Regions from separate parts of the Triticum aestivum genome. Here region 2 is linked to region 1. The links are chromatin contacts, called in public Hi-C maps. All regions are on one chromosome and are shown on one strand. The core of a region is the stretch at or near the end of the contact, and the rest is flanking DNA. Distances in the headings are between cores, read along the strand shown.

The links. A called contact is a pair of places that touch in the nucleus more often than the background predicts.
Region 2: a Hi-C map of leaf shows a contact between it and region 1, with 4 times the contacts expected there. The contact joins the enhancer-like site here to the promoter of LOC543042 in region 1. A contact is called at or near these places in 4 of 5 Hi-C or Micro-C datasets (leaf and root) and 1 of 1 datasets of contacts at active chromatin or transcription factors (leaf).

Annotation. Positions count from the first base shown.
Region 1 is chr7D:229,136,398-229,141,532 of IWGSC CS RefSeq v2.1, forward strand. It overlaps LOC543042, which reads right to left and starts at 2,675. Exons shown (of 5, transcript XM_044583513.1): 1 at 2,215-2,675; 2 at 1,681-1,784; 3 at 995-1,171; 4 at 1-641. The coding sequence starts at 2,351.
Region 2 is chr7D:229,255,699-229,260,833 of IWGSC CS RefSeq v2.1, forward strand. No RefSeq gene overlaps it. Among protein-coding and RNA genes, the nearest start is that of LOC543042, 120 kb to the left of the region's middle. Within about 2 kb of position 2,028, at least 4 of the 8 cell types and tissues checked have an H3K27ac peak or open chromatin away from gene starts, as enhancers often do. A contact at or near this core is called in leaf and root, where this site is marked.

The sequences.
Region 1 (5,135 bases), core at 1,425-3,924:
ATTTAGCAGCATACTATTGGAACAGGCGAAAACTTTGTCCCATATTACTAAGAGATCACTGAGGCCGAATTCTCGTCCAAACAAGACCCTCAGCCAACGAAGTGCAAACCACTGAGGTTCCACTTTCAGCTCAATGAAATGGTTATGAAGAGATGGCTCAACAATGGAAAGCAAATGATATAACGCTGAGGAGGCTTCAATAGCAGGTGGTAGACTTGAGCTAGATCCAACACTGGATGGAGAGTAAAATTCTGCCATGCGAACCACTCCGCCACCCCCATCCATCAAACCATCAAAAATGGCATAGGCATCATGCTCCATGAATCTTTCAGATAATACAATGCCTAGTTCACCTTCAGCTCCATATGCATCACTAAGTAAAATTATTTCTTTTGTATCTGAGTCAAGCTCATCAAGACTGTTAGCTCTGGAGGCACTTTCAGAATCATTTTCATTGTCAGTTCCTGAATGCCACTTTGGGTCCTTTCTAGGTTTATAACTAAAAACCATATCAGTATCTGGGAAAGGTACTCCAACAAAATCATCATTGAAGCAGTCTTCATGGAGTTTTCGTATTTGCGATAGTTTATCAATGTCGACCTGAAGAACATACACAAGTGGAGCCAATAGCTCATGCATTCCTGTGTCAAGATGAGCCATATGTCAGGCCATATTCAGCAATTAAACAAGAAAATATAAATGAAAAGATATACTGAAGTGGCCATGCTACTTAGTCAAAAGATACTTTAGTGCTACCCAGCATTGCTATTAAGAGATCTCAAAGCTAATTAATATGCTTCAACAATGCCATCTTAAGATATTATACTCTTGTTTTATAAAATGGTAATTTTTACCAACTTAGTCTCGTGCAAAGATTAACAGCCCTAGATGATTTTAGACCCATGAAGTTCTCAGTTGAAAAGAGAAAGCCAACCAGATTCCTTGAAACAACTTGAGAACTTTGTTTCTTCTACATGCGCAAGGAGTTTCTTACCTTGGCGGTAACCATACTGTGGATGCTGAAGACACCACATTAACAGTATCCTACGCAGCATGGCCTGGCAAGTAGGTGTTTGGAAGTAACTACCATCTTCGGGATACAAGCGAGACAAATCTTGGTCCACAGTCTTCTCCAACTCTGCCCCTCTGAAAAACCGACCCCAGCTACTCTCTGCAGAAAAAAGTTAAATGAAAATATCAAGATGGAAACTTGGAATCAGAGATGTCGCACAAAGTATCAAGCAACACTTGGAGGCTTTTGTTACATATCAATTATCATCATAGAAAAAGTGCACAATTTTGTGTGAGCAAGCTATTCACACTCTGAATAATTGGTTTCATCCCCCCTCTGCACTAGCATAGCTACTACACCAGTAATTATACCAGTAGAAAAGAGCCCTAATAAATAATTATGAACAATAATAAATTAATAAAAAGAGTACGCATTTATATCTTAATGTGTTACATAACACTTGTCAAGCACCACTCATCGTTTAATAAATGAAGTGCATCACAACCCACGGAAATTCAGGAAAACACTTTGCAGTACAAATCTGTGATGGTGAGTGATCACGCAAGTGTTTGTAGTAGATAACAAGTCATCCATGTTCAAAGATACCCTTGTAATTTGTTTACCATGTCATCATCACAATTCACAAGATCATGTTTAGGATCAAATACCTGGGTTCTGAGAGAGCGGGTTGTCCACGATGAGGTTAGGTGATCTAGCCTCCTCCTTTGGAAGATGAGGGTCTACCAGAACACGGCGCCTCAAACTAACATACCTACAACAAGCATGAAACAAAATAAACATGTCATCCTTAGGTAGAAAGAAATAGCAAGGAGCAAAATTCATTTGCCCCAATCATTTATAGATCAGTAACAGCACCAATCTCTCTCGCCGAAATTTCATCTCATGAAACAAACATGGCACATGGCCATGTGCAGATAACACCGACAGAGTCAGAAATCTAGCAATCGACGAGCTATGTTCATATGACCACAACCAAATTAGATGCATTAGCAGCCGGTGATTGCAGTAATTTACTAACAAACACAACCATCTGGACGAAATCAACACCTGACCGCGCAAGAATCAAATGAAAGCCATAACAGCGCCGAGCCAGCTAAGCAGGAAAAACAGAGCAGAGCAGATTCCTGCCGCAAGAAGACAAAACACCAGCAAACACCCGGGAACAAGGATGGCGGGCTCACCTCCGCCGCGAATCGGCGGCAGCGCGGCGGAGCTCCTCGACGGAGGCCTCCGGCGACGCCGGCAGGATGCCGAGATCGACCCGCCACCGGACGCTGCGTAGACTCGAGAACCGCCGCCGCCTCTCCTCCTCCGCCATGGCCGGGCCCCTTCAGTTGCACGCGAATTGGACTCCCTCGAATTAACAACAACCCACAGCGGAGGCCAAGAAACGTGGCCAAAACGCTATATATAGCTTTGTTTATCTGTAGCAAAGTGGAAACCAAGAAAAGGAGGATCTTTCCGGGGACAAGGATTAGGTTTTCGGAGGATTTTGGGGGACGGAGAGGTCAGGGGGAGGTGAATTCGCCTCTCCTCTTCTATATCCGCGGGAATGGCGCTCTTGCTTGAGCTGGGGGAGGGGGCTGATTTGGCCGGGACGGTGGATGCTTGGAGGAGAGGGAGGGGGGTGGGGTGGGTTAGGCCGGAGGAGAGGAAGGGAAGGTCTCCCTCTTATTATTTTCTCGTTTATAGTAGTTTTTTAATTTATTTATTTTAACAGGAGAGAGAATCTATAGAAGAGGTTGAGGATTTTGTTCTCTATTGGCAGAGCAGATGGTAAGAGAGAGGTGATGGATGATGATGATGACTAGGAGAGTGGTGATTGGCAAGGTGGCTAGGCTTATTGGCTTTTTCTTGTTCTTTAATGAAGTTCTCTTAAATTATATTTATGCGGTTTTAAAGGAAATATCGGTGCTTGGATGTTTGTGGGTGTGTCTAACCGTGAAGGGGGCATGTATGGATGAGAGGAAGGAGCAAAGATGACGTCGTTGCTACCTTTTGTTGTGTGGTCTATTTTGATGGAACGGTTAAATAATGAAAGAGAACGCCATACGGATACCGCAACTGATTGTAGCATTGCACGCTATTCCTGTCTCTTTACTCGTCGTTTCGTTTCATCGATGCACCCTTGTTTAGCCGTTTAGGTTTACGGCTGAGTATGATTTGACATGTATCAATTAGTCCGCCGGATGCTAATCATAGTGGAAAGTGGCGATTGTAGCGCCATTCACGGTTTGAGGACCACCTTAAAAAGGTGAAGTAAGATGATAATGCTAAGTTTGTTAGAGCAATGGTTGGTCGAAGGGTTAACAACCGGTGATACAGTGAAGCGCCAGGTGTGATAGCTGGGAGAGCGAGGCGGGTGCCACGACAAGAGTGTAAGGATGGTTAAAAAAAGTACAGGCAATAAAAAGACGTGTGAATGCACAAAAGAGAGATTTCATTCATCAAGGATAGATGTATCGTGGAAGCGCATTTTATACCATGTCAAGTGCATTACTTGTGCCTTGGTGGTGCCACCGTGCACCATACGAGATAATATACACTTCATCGTTGTCTTAAGCTCTTTCACAATTCTAGAAGCAACTCTAGTAATTCCTGAAACGAAAACCATGTAATTTTGTCATGGCATATGCAAATAGAAGAGGGGTCGAACATCATGTAGCTCCGTTTATCAATGTTAAAAACACCTTCCTATGAAAATGACAAGAGAAGTTGCTACGAAGTACAGCCAATTCTTAATCTTATGGTAACATACTCACCCATATATGTTCTTTTTTCTAATACACATGCTTGCTTGCATGAGTAGGGGATAAGGATTGAAGGTATGATTGGCTCCCTTAATTGGGTATTACATGTCGCTGCTGCAGCTGACGACGTTGGAGCAAATTAGGAGGCACTACTAGTGTTTAGGATTACAAAACCCGCGTGCTGCAGAGGCAAGTAGAGCTGTTGTTGTTGACGTGTGTTTTACTACCTCTTGGTGACATTGACAAATCAAATTGGTTAATCTAACAGCCGATCGAGAATGGAATTCCTGGTGCAGGAACTCCATTACAGCAAGCACTACGTCTGTTACGTACACGGCGGCCCTGCTGCTTTATTATATGGAAAAAGCAAGTCCGATGCCATGGAAACGATCGAAGAAAGGAAGCAGAGCATGTGCAGTGCAGGGATTTGGAATTTCGTTGTGTGCCTGTGATATTTCTGTGTTCTAGTAATGGAAATAACCGCATGGCATTGGCAGCCGGAGCTTAGCTGGAGCACTGCAGGTATCCGCTGTAAACCAGTCGAATCTGCTCATCAGGCCAGGCGAGAGTCTGTCATGTAGGAGAGCATATCAGCTTTGGTCTAAACTACAGTAAGTACGGGTGCTGGCTCTCATAAATGTTTTTGTCCTGCGTACCCACCCGATCCGCCTGTAGTACCATTGACCCGGACCCACACACGGGCCAGCTGTGCCGTGTACACGTACGCATCCCCGTCAGATAGACCACAAGAGCCACGTCTCTCGCCTATCCATCCTCTTGTCTTGAGACCGCAAGCGCAAGCAAAGAAAAGTTCGAGACAAAACGAGAAGCAAGTTCCGGCAGGTTTCCGTTCCGTCCGGTCCAGCACGGCCGTAGCACGTCGACGGCGACGCTCGCAGAGTCACCATCCTGCATACGTGCTCCTATCTCCCGCTCATAATTAGCACTGTTCCCTCCGGCGCATTTTCCTTGGGCCTCACGGATAGGATGACATGGCAGTGGCCCTGCTCGATCGGCCGCTGGCTGCACGCTGGCTCATCGCCATGCATGGACCATGCGTTCCACGCCCCGGTCACGCCACCGGGTTGCTGCGTTCGCTCTCGCGGGTTGCTGTTGTGTGGAGGAGGAGGCCGTTTTTGGTTCCAGTTGCAAACGGAAAAAGGACGTGTTTGGATCATCGCCGCGTTTTTTTCCTCCCCTCCTCAGCCTCTATCTTAGAGTCTAGACTCTCATCATTTTTGTTTCGGAGACGGATTGCACTCCTACCAATCCCCGCGTTCATTGCAAATGGATACACACGCACGCATGCAAATCAGTTGTATCGCTAAGATAGTAACCTGTCAATTTCTTTT
Region 2 (5,135 bases), core at 778-3,277, 120 kb after region 1:
AGAAGAATCAGTCGATCACAGACTGGGGAGAGGAGCATAAGACTCATGTGATGGAGTGGGACCGACGGAGGTACCGTAAAGACGTGGAGAGGAAAGTGACTGACTGGGATGCTTACCTGGGCCGACACATGAGGTGGTACGATGGTGGCCAGAAGCACCGTCTTCGTCTCAGGCCTCGGTGGACGGCTGAAGACATCGCGGAGCTGGAGAGGGATGACCCCGAGAAAGAGGCCTACCAGACCAGCATCAGAGACATGCACAGTGGATTTAGGGAGTTTGCACCCCTCATCAACAGAGTGGTAAGTTTGAACCGACGGTTGTATTTAAATTATTTTATTCGTCATCATGACTGACTTATGTCGTTGCAGTCTGGTGAGCTGAACAGATGCATCTTTGAAGCCTCAGATGCACTAGGTGATCTCCTCGGGAGCGTACAATCTGAGAACAAAGTGAGGGGGACGATGAAGGTACAATTTCAGCCTCCTCGGAATAGATGCATCTTGTTCACTTGCAATCAGACGATCTGTTACTTATTATGTCCTTGTTTCATTGTGAGTGCAGAAGTTCGTGAAGCGCTGTCGCAAGCTGGTAGGGCTGCTTGGGTGTGCTGGAGCTGGGTCAGTTGAAGCTTATCAGCCTGTAGCCACACAGGGTCTCATCGGCTCATCGAGCCATGCTCCCTCGTTGTCTAGGTTGGTTGGGGAGGAGGAGGAAGAGGATGACGAGGAGGAGGCCACACATGTAGAAGGGGAGGAGGAGGAGGATGAGAGCAACGGGGAGGAGGAGTACGATGAAGATTATGGACCTCCACCAACTCAAACATCTCAAGCATCTCAGCTGCCGAAGAGGAATCCGAAGAAGAAAGATTTGCTGAGTCCGGACCCTTTCCAAAGACCGGTTCCTCGACGGCCCAAGAAGAAGACCGAAGAGACTCGTTCAAAGAGTAACGAGGACCGTACCTCCAAAGGGGAAGGAGCAACTGATTATGCTCTTCGATACTTGGCTCTTTTAGTTTGGTTGAACTCCGTTTGGTTGAACTTGTCTAATGGTTGTGAAACTACGTGGAACTATGTGTTTGCTATTTGTGGATCTATGTGTTTGCTACTATGTGGAACTCCGTTTACTAATTAGTTGAAATTCGTTTGAAATGTTATATGCACTTCAAGTTATCTAATGTGGATCTATGTGATGCCCAAGTTTAATTGTTTAAAATCTGTGATATTGCTGCCATATTTGTGAAACTTGCTGTGATATTGCTGTCATATTGAATTTGAAAACAAGCAACCAAATGAACTAGAAACAACAAAACAGGGGACCCTACCGCCAGGGTGCCTGGCGGTAGGGTCAGACAGCCTACCGCCAGCCCCCATGGCGGTAGGGTGAACCTACCGCCAGGGCCCTTGCATATTTCGTTACAGAAGCTTTATACGGCAAAAGACAGGACCCTACCGCCAGGGGCCCTGGCGGTAGGGTCAGACAGCCTACCGCCGTTAGGGTCAGACAGCCTACCGCCATGGGTCCTGGCGAGGGCCCTTGCATCTTTCGTTACAGAATGTTTGTACGGCAAAACCCTGCCACACCTTACCGCCAAGGCCCCTGGCGGTAAGGTACTTATCCACGTCAGCACGCGGTGACAGCCGCCGTCCCCCTCCATCACACCCTATCGTCAGGGCCCCTGGCGGTAGGTTGTCTAACCCTATCGCCAGAGCCCCTGGCGGTAGCAAAAGGGTCAAATCCCGAAAATATTTTAAACCAGGGTCAGATCTTAATTTTGTTTGTCAAAAGAGTCAAAACACGAAATTTCGCCACGCTCGCGAAGTCACGGTCGCTCACGCGTGCTCGTATCCCTTACTCATAATTAGCACCGTTCCCTCCCTCCCCCGCGCGCGCCGAGCATTTTCCTCCGGCGTCGCGTAGAGGATGGATGGGGCAGCCGATGGATGGATGGGTGACATGGCGGTGGCCCTGCTAGACCGATCGATCGCTTGGTGCACGCTGCTGGCTCCTATACAGCCGCAAGCCCGCGTGGACCATGCACCATGCGCTGCACGCCTCGATCAGGCCAGGCCGCCATGTTGTTTTCGCATGTGTTGTGTGGAGGATGGCGTTTTTGGTTTGAGCTGCAAAACAAAAACAAGGACGTGTTTCGATCCTCGCCACGTTTTTTTTTCTTCCTATTTCCGCCCCTGCTTCAGCTGCCACACTATTTTTGTTTGTGATGGATTATACTCGCAGCAATCCCCACATTTATTATTGCAAATGGATATTACAAGTCACCTGCATCGTTAAGCCATTTTTTTTTTTGCGGGGATCGTTAAGCCATCCCCCTGTCAAAATTGGCAATTGTAAGAAAGTTCCTATTTTCTGACCGTCACTGTTTTCCACGAAATTTCTGACTTACAATTATAGCCGTCCAGTACTAGCCTTGGCGTGTGTTTTTTTTCTCTTGCGGGGGAAGTAGCCCTGGTGTTTGACTCAAGTATATATTGAGCAGAGTGCTTTCTCCGACGGTTCAACGGGCATTCAACTTTGAGCAGCCATGGATGCGCTGTGCGCACATGTACAAGCAATAGTTTTATGATATGATACATGCGGTTATTGACTTTACAAATATGGCAAGCAGCAGAAAGTGCAGCAGCTTTCAAATTATATCAGAATTGTTGAAAGCCACACAAATGCAACTAAAAAAGAATGGTTTCATTCTGGTAATGAAACCAGAGGCTGCGGCCTCCCTTTTGCCCCAAAAAACAGCTGATCAGACAGCGCTGCCCGAGGAAACAGGCGATCAAAGAGGCTGAAACATCACTGGGACCAAAATTCAGTTATGAAGACGGTGTTGATCAAGGAAGAAGCACGGGTAACATCACTGGGACCAAAATTTGATTCTGGTGGTTCATGCTCGGTACTGCTACCGGTAGTAGTACAACTCATGTGCCCTGCACCATTCGTTTCATTATTTCCAAATGCACTATTATTTCCAGTGCAATTATTTGCTTGGTTCTTCTTCTTTGGGCATCCTTATCATCACTACCAGATCTAATAGTACAGCATATAATACACATCTTCATTCATGTCTTGGTTGAAATATTCCCCGGATCTTCTCGACGATCCCTAGTTAACCATACATGTGCAGCCCTCTCCCCATTATATGTACACGAAAACATTTACTCCCTCCGTTTTAAAACAAGTGTCATCGATTTAGTACAAAAGTCAGTGATACTTATTTTGAGGCGGAAGAGTATTTCTTAAATTGATATGTTTACTTAGGAAATAAATTAATAAACATGCATGCAGTCATTTCGTCTGATTCTGACTGGCTGCTACCAATGAGAGCGAGATATAATCATACTGTAGAGTTTCTTAAATTTTGGCTTGCGATTGGTCGGTGGTGGCGGCTCGTGCCGTGACGACGAGCGGCCGCGCATTGGATGCCAATCACACACATCGCCGAGCCCATCCCACCGGGCGGACAGGTTTGGTCACCCTGCCTCCTGCTTTTGCTAGCCCATGTTTCAGTCCAATGGCAGCGTCACACATGACGACTTTTTAATCGGCGAATGATGGCGCCAATAATCGTTGATTGATAATTAGCTTAGCTCCAAATCAAAGCACGGCCCATGGTCTCTAATTTTGTCATTGGTCGCTTTCTGCCACCGGCTCAAGATGTCGCGGTCTGGCTAACAAAAAATATTTAGGTTTGGTTTGGTATACCTCACAAGGTTTTTTCTTTTGTTTGCAGGAACGTCGTTATAGCAATAAAGATTGGAAATCCGTGCTTAATTTTTCTTATATGAACTACCCTCTCCCTATCAAAATATAAGACATATTTTAGATTAGTTAGAGCATCTATAGCCGAGCATTCCAAACCCGTCTCAAACGTCCGGACAAATGGCCCGATCATTGACCAGTCACAAAATTGTGACCCATACGGGCATCCCAAATAAGCCTCAAACATCCGGGCTGATCGTCACCCCTCATTCCAGCCCAAATTTGGAGGTCCTGGCCCATGCTGGTCCACCCGACTCCATATATATTCTTCCCCATCTGCTCGTCGGACGAAACCCTAGCCACTTCACTCCACTCCCCTCCACCCCCTCCGCCTCCCAAGCTCCCGCCCGACGATCTCCGGCCTTCTCCGGCATGGCGGACAACGGATCCGAGTCCTACAACTCCAAATCCGTCGATCCTGAGCTCACCTCACGCGGCCCCGAGGAGAAGATGGTCGTCCGGCATGCGCTCCGCCGCTCCCGGGAGGAGGCCCATGCGAGGCAGCGCTCAGACTTTTTCCGTCGGGAATCCATTGCGTCCACCCAAATGGCACATGGATCAGATGCTAGGTGTGCCATCGCTACCTCACCGGAGGCGGTATAGTCCGTCTGGCGTCCGACGCGGTGGCAGATGCGCAACCCCTTCGTTGGCGCGCCAAGGCCATGGACGCACCATGGGAGTCATCCGACGCAAACATGGCGCGACATGCTCGCCATGCGAGGCAGCTGGCGCGGGAGGCGGCAACAACCCTCGCGGCGGTGGACGTTGGCGAGGCAGAGTCGCATCTCCGGCGCCCTGTATGGTGGACCACTCCGGGCGCCGGAACCGTGCCATGGTGGATGTCGCTGGCTCACCTCAGGACGGATCCATCATCGATCTGACGTCCACCGACACCGTCCGGGTTATGGGCTCTAACGAGGAAAAGTAGAGCATGGGAGACGGCGGCACCTTGAGTTCCATGAGCTGGCTCGTGTCCCATGCCCTACTGTACCTTGCCGACGACTGGACCCAACACTCTGGGGAGTGCAGCCGGCCGCCGGACATGGGCACGGTGCAGCCGAGCGAGCTCCGCTTAAAGATCGATTTACGTTGCATGTAATAATATGGATTTGAGGATTCTAATTTGAGGTATCCGGTTATAGAATCAAATATTTGATATGTGGCCAGTCATTGTCTGCGGACACGCCCGGGCGCGTCCATGGACGTTTAAGGGGTCGGATTTGCCATGTCCGGCTGTAGATGCTTTTAGCCTTGGAATTACTTTCGCAGATATCTAAAACTAAAATACGGTCAGATACATACATTTCTCCGACAAGTATTTTCGGACGGAAACATGATTAGTTAGCTTATGTCGTATCCCCTCTCTA